Regions from separate parts of the Mus musculus genome. Here region 1 is linked to region 2. Evidence: chromatin contacts called from public HiChIP or PLAC-seq data. All regions are on one chromosome and are shown on one strand. Each heading gives the region's core, a stretch centred on a gene start, on an enhancer-like site or on the middle of the called end of the contact. The rest is flanking DNA. Distances are from core to core; before and after follow the strand shown. Region 1 holds the start of Chrnb1 (cholinergic receptor, nicotinic, beta polypeptide 1 (muscle)). Region 2 holds the start of Alox8 (arachidonate 8-lipoxygenase).

What was found. HiChIP or PLAC-seq counts read pairs in DNA pulled down with a chosen protein or histone mark.
Region 1: a contact with region 2 is called in an H3K4me3 HiChIP or PLAC-seq map of bone marrow-derived macrophages, with 5 times the contacts expected there. The contact joins the promoter of Chrnb1 here to the promoter of Alox8 in region 2. A contact is called at or near these places in 2 of 39 promoter capture datasets (liver and maxillary cranial neural crest) and 1 of 115 datasets of contacts at active chromatin or transcription factors (bone marrow-derived macrophages).

The regions. Positions count from the first base shown.
Region 1 is chr11:69,794,162-69,797,732 of GRCm38.p6, reverse strand. It overlaps Chrnb1 (cholinergic receptor, nicotinic, beta polypeptide 1 (muscle)), which reads left to right and starts at 1,796. Exons shown (of 11, transcript NM_009601.4): 1 at 1,796-1,911; 2 at 1,999-2,138; 3 at 2,720-2,764; 4 at 3,474-3,571. The coding sequence starts at 1,854. Fgf11 (fibroblast growth factor 11) reads left to right here. Exons shown (of 5, transcript NM_001362623.1): 5 at 1-1,665.
Region 2 is chr11:69,195,887-69,199,437 of GRCm38.p6, reverse strand. It overlaps Alox8 (arachidonate 8-lipoxygenase), which reads left to right and starts at 1,595. Exons shown (of 14, transcript NM_009661.4): 1 at 1,595-1,775; 2 at 1,863-2,085; 3 at 2,332-2,413. The coding sequence starts at 1,629.

The sequences.
Region 1 (3,571 bases), core at 547-3,046, 600 kb before region 2:
CTCTGCTCTACCTTCTGACTTGGTCTGGACAGGTTCTGATAGAGCTGGTCACCCCAGCCAGGCAGGGCCATCCCTATGTTCTGTGTTGGAACCCAAGTATGTATCCTTTCCACGTCTATCCTTGTCCTAGATGGACACCTCCCACCCCTGGCTTTAAAAAAGAGGCCCCCTACTGTAGCAATTGGCCTTGGTCTGAATTGGGACCAGTCTCAGGTCACCACTGATTAAACCTTCTTATCCCAGAGACACCCAATTCTAGAACGTGGTATTCTAGACCTTTCTGGAGCCATACTTCCTCCTGAATCTCAGTTCTAGGACATAGCCCATGACTCTCAGCCCTTTCTTCCCGGATGGAGCTAGGGCCTGTATAGCCATATTATTGTACTAGAGTAAGTTCTAGACCTACCCTTCCACTTTCTCTAGCAATTAAAGGATGAGCTATGGGTAGAACTCAGCTATGATTAATTAAAAACTGATTGGCTCTGAGCTGTGCTTGGTGGCACACACCTGTAATTCAGCACCCGGGAGGCTGAATCAGACAGATCCTGAGTTGGAGGCCATCCTGGGCTACAATAGCAAAACCCTGTCTCAAAAGCCAATACACACACACACATACACACACACACACACACACACACACAGAGAGAGAGAGAGAGAAAGAGAGAGAGAGAGAGAGAGAGAGAGAGAACTAATCAGTACTGAACGGATCAAGAACCACTTCTTGCTTTTCCTAAATAATTTTCTAAAAATAGTCCCTCCAGAATACTAACCTTACTTTTACATGGTTTCTAGTTTCAGCATTCCAACTAGGGTTCTGCCAGGGAGACAAGAGTCTGGGGAAAGATACAGGAATTCTGGAAGAATATACCTGGCTCCTAGAAGGGAAGCTGAGAGGGAGAAAATGCCATGGTATGATTGAACCTGTGTCTGAACACTTAGCTACCTCAGCAGGAATTCCTTCCAGATCCCTTTTAAAGCTGAGGACTTTCGTTCTGATATGGTATGCTGCATCTGTGAGGTAAAGGAGAGGAGGAGAATCAGGAAATAAAAGGCTAGCCTGGGCTACCTAGTGAGGTCAGGGCCAGCCTAGGCTATGTGAGACCCTGTCTCAAACAACAGGAAGCTAAGGTCTACAATGAGAATAACTCTAGAATTAAAAAGGACAAATAGGGACACAGCCTTGACTCCCCCTCACAGCAGAGAGACCCCCAACTCAGCAATAAGTTCAACTTCTCCGAGCCCTCTACAGGTCAGGCTTAGGAAACGAGGAGCCTCTTGGGCTCCCAGACCTCATATGTATCCCCAGAGCTTCTAACTAAATAGAATTTACTTTACTTTACAGCTTTTAAACCTCAGGTGGGTTCTAAGTACCCAAAAAGGACCTGAAAAACGGAGAAAGCCATGGGGAACCTCTAGTAAAATAGGAGGTAGATTCTGAGTCTAGCAGATGTAGGTGGAAACGTCTATTGAGGTCCTAAGGGAGGGGCTAGTGCTCAAAGACAGGTCACTTTTCCTCAGGCCCTTTTACTTCTGGCTTGTTGCAAGAGATGCCCCCCTCCCTCATACAAACCCCGCTCAGGCTCCGCCCATCTCCTGGCACTGCTCTCAGGGGACGGGGTCTCCACTTCATGCTTTCTGTAATTAAAGATGATTTATACAACCGGAGTGTTATCTGACATTTGTGAGTGGAGGGCGACTGCAGTTGCTCCGGGCGGGACCAAGTCCCGAGGGCGGGGCGGGTGGGCTGGCGTCTGGTCCCCCGACAACAGGTGCACATTCCTGGGCGCCTCGTCACTTCCCCTGGCCTGAGGCCGCTATCCGGACAAACTTCACTGAGCGAAAGAGGCAGGGCCATGGCCTTAGGGGCGCTGCTTCTGCTTCTAGGGGTACTCGGGACGCCCCTCGCCCCAGGTAAGTCAGTTTGGGTCTCCAAGAGGCAGTGATGAGCAATGGTCACGGCCAGCCCCGGGAGCGTCACTTAGTGCTTTCCTTCGTCAGGCGCCCGCGGGTCGGAAGCCGAAGGCCAACTGATTAAGAAACTTTTCTCCAACTATGATAGCTCGGTGAGGCCGGCGCGGGAGGTGGGAGACCGCGTCGGGGTCAGCATCGGCCTCACCCTGGCGCAACTCATCAGCCTGGTGAGAGCGGCACTGCGGGTGGAGTCGCTGGGCAGGACCGACTGGGGGCGTGGCTTTAGACGCTGCCCAGAAGATCGACAGCCTGGGGGCGGGCGGGTTATGCTAAGAGGCAGACAAGCCTTTGGCGGTGATTGGGTAAAAATCAGACCAATGAACTAGTTCATGGGCGAGGCCTCTATGATAGGTACAGAATACTGTTCTGCTAACTCGCCTGTGGGCGGGTTTTGAGGCGGAGCTGGGGCAGAAGGACCTGCTACCGGGAGGACCTCGAGGCGGGGCTGTGTAATATTCTAGCAAAGTCCAGCAGAGCTTGGTACCTAAGCAGTCAATAAACAACTCTGAGCGGAGATTCAGAGTTGTATCCATTAGACGCCGGGCGTGGCCCGTGACTTAACCTCGACGTAAAAGAAAGGAAAGCAGGCACCAAGGCTGGTGTTTCGAGATTGATATGAGATGGAGTTTGCACCCAAGAAGGTGCAATTTAGAGAAAGGGACTAGAGATTCCATGGAGAAAGTAACTCACCGAACCCTCGTTTCCACCCACTTCATTTCACTTCTGCCTTTTAACTTTTCCATTCTAGAACGAGAAGGATGAAGAAATGAGCACAAAGGTGTACTTAGACCTGGTATGGAGACCTCGTGGGTTAGGGAAAGGCACCCTGTTTCCTTTATATTAATCTCCTGGAGTCCTCATCCCAGTAAGATTTTTTTTTAATAGTAACTCACAACGTACACATATAATAACTGAAACAGAATTTTCGATCAACAAATTTAAGATACAAGTTTGGGGATCACTAATTTGAATTCCCATCCTTGAAAGATCCTGAACTGCATGCAGGTTGAACATCACTTTAGGGTGGCTAGTTCAATCTCTTCAGTTATTTCTTAAATTATTCTATTTTTATTTTATGTGAATGGGTGTTTTGCTTGCATATGTCTGTGAAGCACATGCATAACTGGTGTCCGTGGAAGCCAGAAGAGGGCCCCTGTTCTCCTGGAACTAGAGTTACAGATGTTTGGGCCTTCCACGTAGGTGCTCGGAATCTATTTTGGGTCCTCTGGAAGAGTAGCCAGTGCCCTTAACCAATGAGGTATCTCTTTAGGCCCCTTCTTCGGTTTGAGACTGAAAAAAGAGAGTTCAGTCCAGGGCTCGGGACTGGGCGGAGGAAACCAGTTGACGTGAATCCCAGACAGTGACAGCATAGCCAGAACCTTTTTTCCTTTTCTCAGCCCTGTGCTTCTCCCCTTTGCACCCTCTTCCTGGCATTCTTTCTGACACCTCAAGCCTCTCCCAGCCCTTTAGCCTGAACAGCCCTTTAGCCTCTGCTTCCTTAGGAGTGGACCGACTACAGGTTAAGCTGGGACCCCGCAGAACATGATGGCATCGATTCTCTCCGCATCACTGCTGAATCCGTTTGGCTCCCTGATGTGGT
Region 2 (3,551 bases), core at 346-2,845:
AGCCTGTAAGTGGGCACTCCAGTAAGTAGCCCCTCACCCACCCTCCTTTAAGTTACCACAATTTGATTCAACAGATTGGACACAGTGGTATCATTACTCTGATCAGTTGGTAGTTCCCTATATGGGGTGAGTACATATCTGTTCTCATCTCCCTAGAAATGATGTGACACAACAGTGTGTGTGTGTGATATATATATAGAGAGAGGGGGTAGGGAAGAGGAGGGGAGGGGGAGGGGGAATGTGGTGGTAGGGGGTGGGGAGAACTGTGTCATTGCTACTTTGTCTATAACCAGGTCAGCCTAGCATATATTCACCATAACTCTTCTCTGGGTCATCCCACATCAGTCCCCAGGGAGTAGGACATCAAACCTAGGAGCCAACACGAAGGTTTCACCCTTTGATAGTAACAAGAAAGCTGATGTAACACACATACTGAATAATCTTGGTTGCTTCTACCTCTTTGCAAAACTTTCAAATTTTTTAGCAACTTGGAGCCTGAATCCACTGCCCTTTTCCAGCGATCTTCTCTTAGCCTAGGGCTCACACACATCCCTGTGCCATGACTTCCAGGTAGGCACCCATAGGGACCACTATACTTGGATGTCTAATGGGCACAGCAAAGAGGATTTCCCAAATCTGTTGTTTCCCTCAAGGGCAAACTCTGTCACTGTCTTCCTTCTGACATCCCTCTCACTCACTCCAGCTCTGCCTTCCCTTCTCCAGTGATCTCAGGGCCTTTGCACAGACAATTCCCCAACAGTAAAACAGCTTACCTAGACATACCACTTGAAAACATATATTTAGTATTATTCTTGATATCTTATTTGAAATTTCACATATGCACACAATGTACTTGACTATATCTACCCCATCCCCCCTACAGCTCTCCCCGACCTTCCCTCAGGTCCCTCCCAACTTCAGATCCTCCTCCTTTTAATAACACACTGAGTCCAATAATTGGTGCCCATAAACACATACCCTGGGCTCACCTCTCACCACCTCTGGGTCTCTGAGGGCCTTTCTCTCGAGCCAAACTTCTCAGGCTCTCACATCAGCAGTGACTGACATCTTCCCCAGCATTGATTATCCTCTAAACTCTAATACATGCTTAGAGCATTTGAATGTCTTTTCCCCCTTGCACTTGACCTTAGTAAACAGTCAGGCAAAGCTAGAGTATTGCCTGGACCCGCACTGGCAGCATCTAATAGTCCTGGCCAGTGATGGCTCTCAAAATCAGTTATTAAAGAAGTGAAAGCAGCCTTGTGGCGTGGGAAGAGTTAAAGGAATGGGGAAGTGGACCCTCACTCACATTTAAAGCTAAGACAGCATGTAAATAAATTTTACACTTGTACCCCACATTCCAGTTGGGTCTGGAACTCACCCTGTGGACTTCAGTCCACTTCCTGTCTCAGCGCCACCCATTGTGACTCCAGGTTTCAGTGTGTCAACCCACCTACTACTTGTCCTAAATTCTAAGGCTCTTCCTGATGGCAAGGAAGCTGAAGGGGAATTCAGTGGGTAGCGAACACATTTCCCCTTAACCTGGTCTGATGGGCGGGGCATCGCTGAGGTTAAATCACCCTGCCAGGTAGTCCAGCTTGCAGTAGAGAGCTAAACTGGTCAGGAGGATGGCGAAATGCAGGGTGAGAGTATCCACGGGGGAAGCCTGTGGGGCTGGCACATGGGACAAAGTGTCTGTCAGCATCGTGGGAACCCACGGAGAGAGCCCCTTAGTACCTCTGGACCATCTGGGCAAGGAGTTCAGCGCCGGTGCTGTGAGTTTTTGGGGAGCAGGCAATGGCGACTGTGGAGGAAGGCAGCCCAGGGGGACCATCCTCAGCATACTAAACAACCCCTCCTAGGAAGAAGACTTCGAGGTGACGCTTCCCCAGGACGTAGGCACTGTGCTGATGCTGCGAGTCCACAAAGCACCCCCGGAAGTGTCCCTCCCGCTTATGTCTTTCCGTTCTGATGCCTGGTTCTGCCGCTGGTTCGAGCTGGAGTGGCTACCTGGGGCTGCACTCCACTTCCCCTGTTATCAGTGGCTGGAAGGGGCGGGGGAGCTGGTGCTGAGAGAGGGAGCAGGTGAGGGGACTGGGGCTGCGGGAGGCACGCAGCAGTGTGTCGCAGGCTAAGCTTGGGGAGTGGAAACCAGGAAAGGGCAGAGGAGGAAGGAGGGGACTGGCAGAAGCAGGAGGTGGTGGCAATCAGCTTGCAGTGGAAGAAGTGTACCCGGGGTGAGGGGACTGGTGGGTTGACAGCAGTAGGAGGGAGAAAGTCTGAAGCCAGAGATCAAGAGAGGATCCTTTCCATCCACGCCCTCACCCGCAGCAAAGGTGTCCTGGCAAGACCATCACCCTACACTGCAGGATCAGCGCCAGAAGGAGCTTGAGTCCAGGCAGAAGATGTACAGGTGAGGAGGGAGATAGTGACCCCTGCAGGAGGACTCACTTATGGGATGGGAAGGAGCCAAATCAAGGACTAATCCCAGACACAGTAGTGTTGGCATTACTGGGCAACTGAGAGAAAAGCAGATTCGCAGGAGCTCTGACTCTGAATGTGATTGAGCAGAGAGACTGGCTTCTTTCCAAGCCTTTCTGGTGACGCTGGCACCCACTGAAGGTTGAAACCCACTGCTCTAACAACCCTGTCCTGTGGCTTATGCCTTCTCCATCTCTCTCTGTGGTTGTTATTGCTTCCGTTTCTCTTTTCTCTCACTGGTGGGGTTGTTGCTTTCTCCCGTAAATACAGGCAGAACTCCCAGCAATTAAGGGTGACCTTCAAAGCCATTCCTAGACAGTACAGAAACTCTCAGACAGGGATGCTTTCCATCTTATCAGCTCAACATAAAGAGTTAGAGCAGAGAGCTACCTACATACTGAAATTACAGTAGGTGGGAATTTCAAGGGGGTAAAGTCAGCTACTGTACTCAGGTGGACATTTTCAAAGTCACCTGGCGCTCTTAATCTTGGTTGCTTTCCAAATCCTGAGCCCCCTGCTTTTGCCCTAGGTCTCTGGAAACTGAGCAAGCACGGGCTCATTTGGTTCCTGGTGATTTGACTTTTGTCATGAAAGCCAGGACACTAAATCTCACAGTGGCAAACAGGGGAGAGGGGCAGATGTTGAAATCTACATCCTCCATGATGCAGGGCCAGTTTAGATCCTAACAAAAAGTGCTGGAAGGTCTTGGGTAAATCACTTACTCTCTTTGATTGATGTTTTTTTTTTTCTTCTGGTTGTTTGTTTGTTCTTTAGAGAGGAAAGAGTTTATTTCATCTTATATCTGAGAGAACATTATAATTGGTATTCGGGACAGGAAATTAAACATGAACTTGGAGGCAGGCACTGAAGAAGAAGTCGTGAAGGAATAGAATTACTGTCTTGTGCAGACTGATTTCTTATTCCAGCTGCTCAGGGATGGCACTTGCAATGTAATCATCAGTCAAGAAAACACTCAATGGTCTTTTGCCTATTAGTCAATCTGATGGAGACATTTTCTCAACTGAAGGGTCCTTTTTCAGTTTGACTCCTGTTAGAGTATATTTGATTTA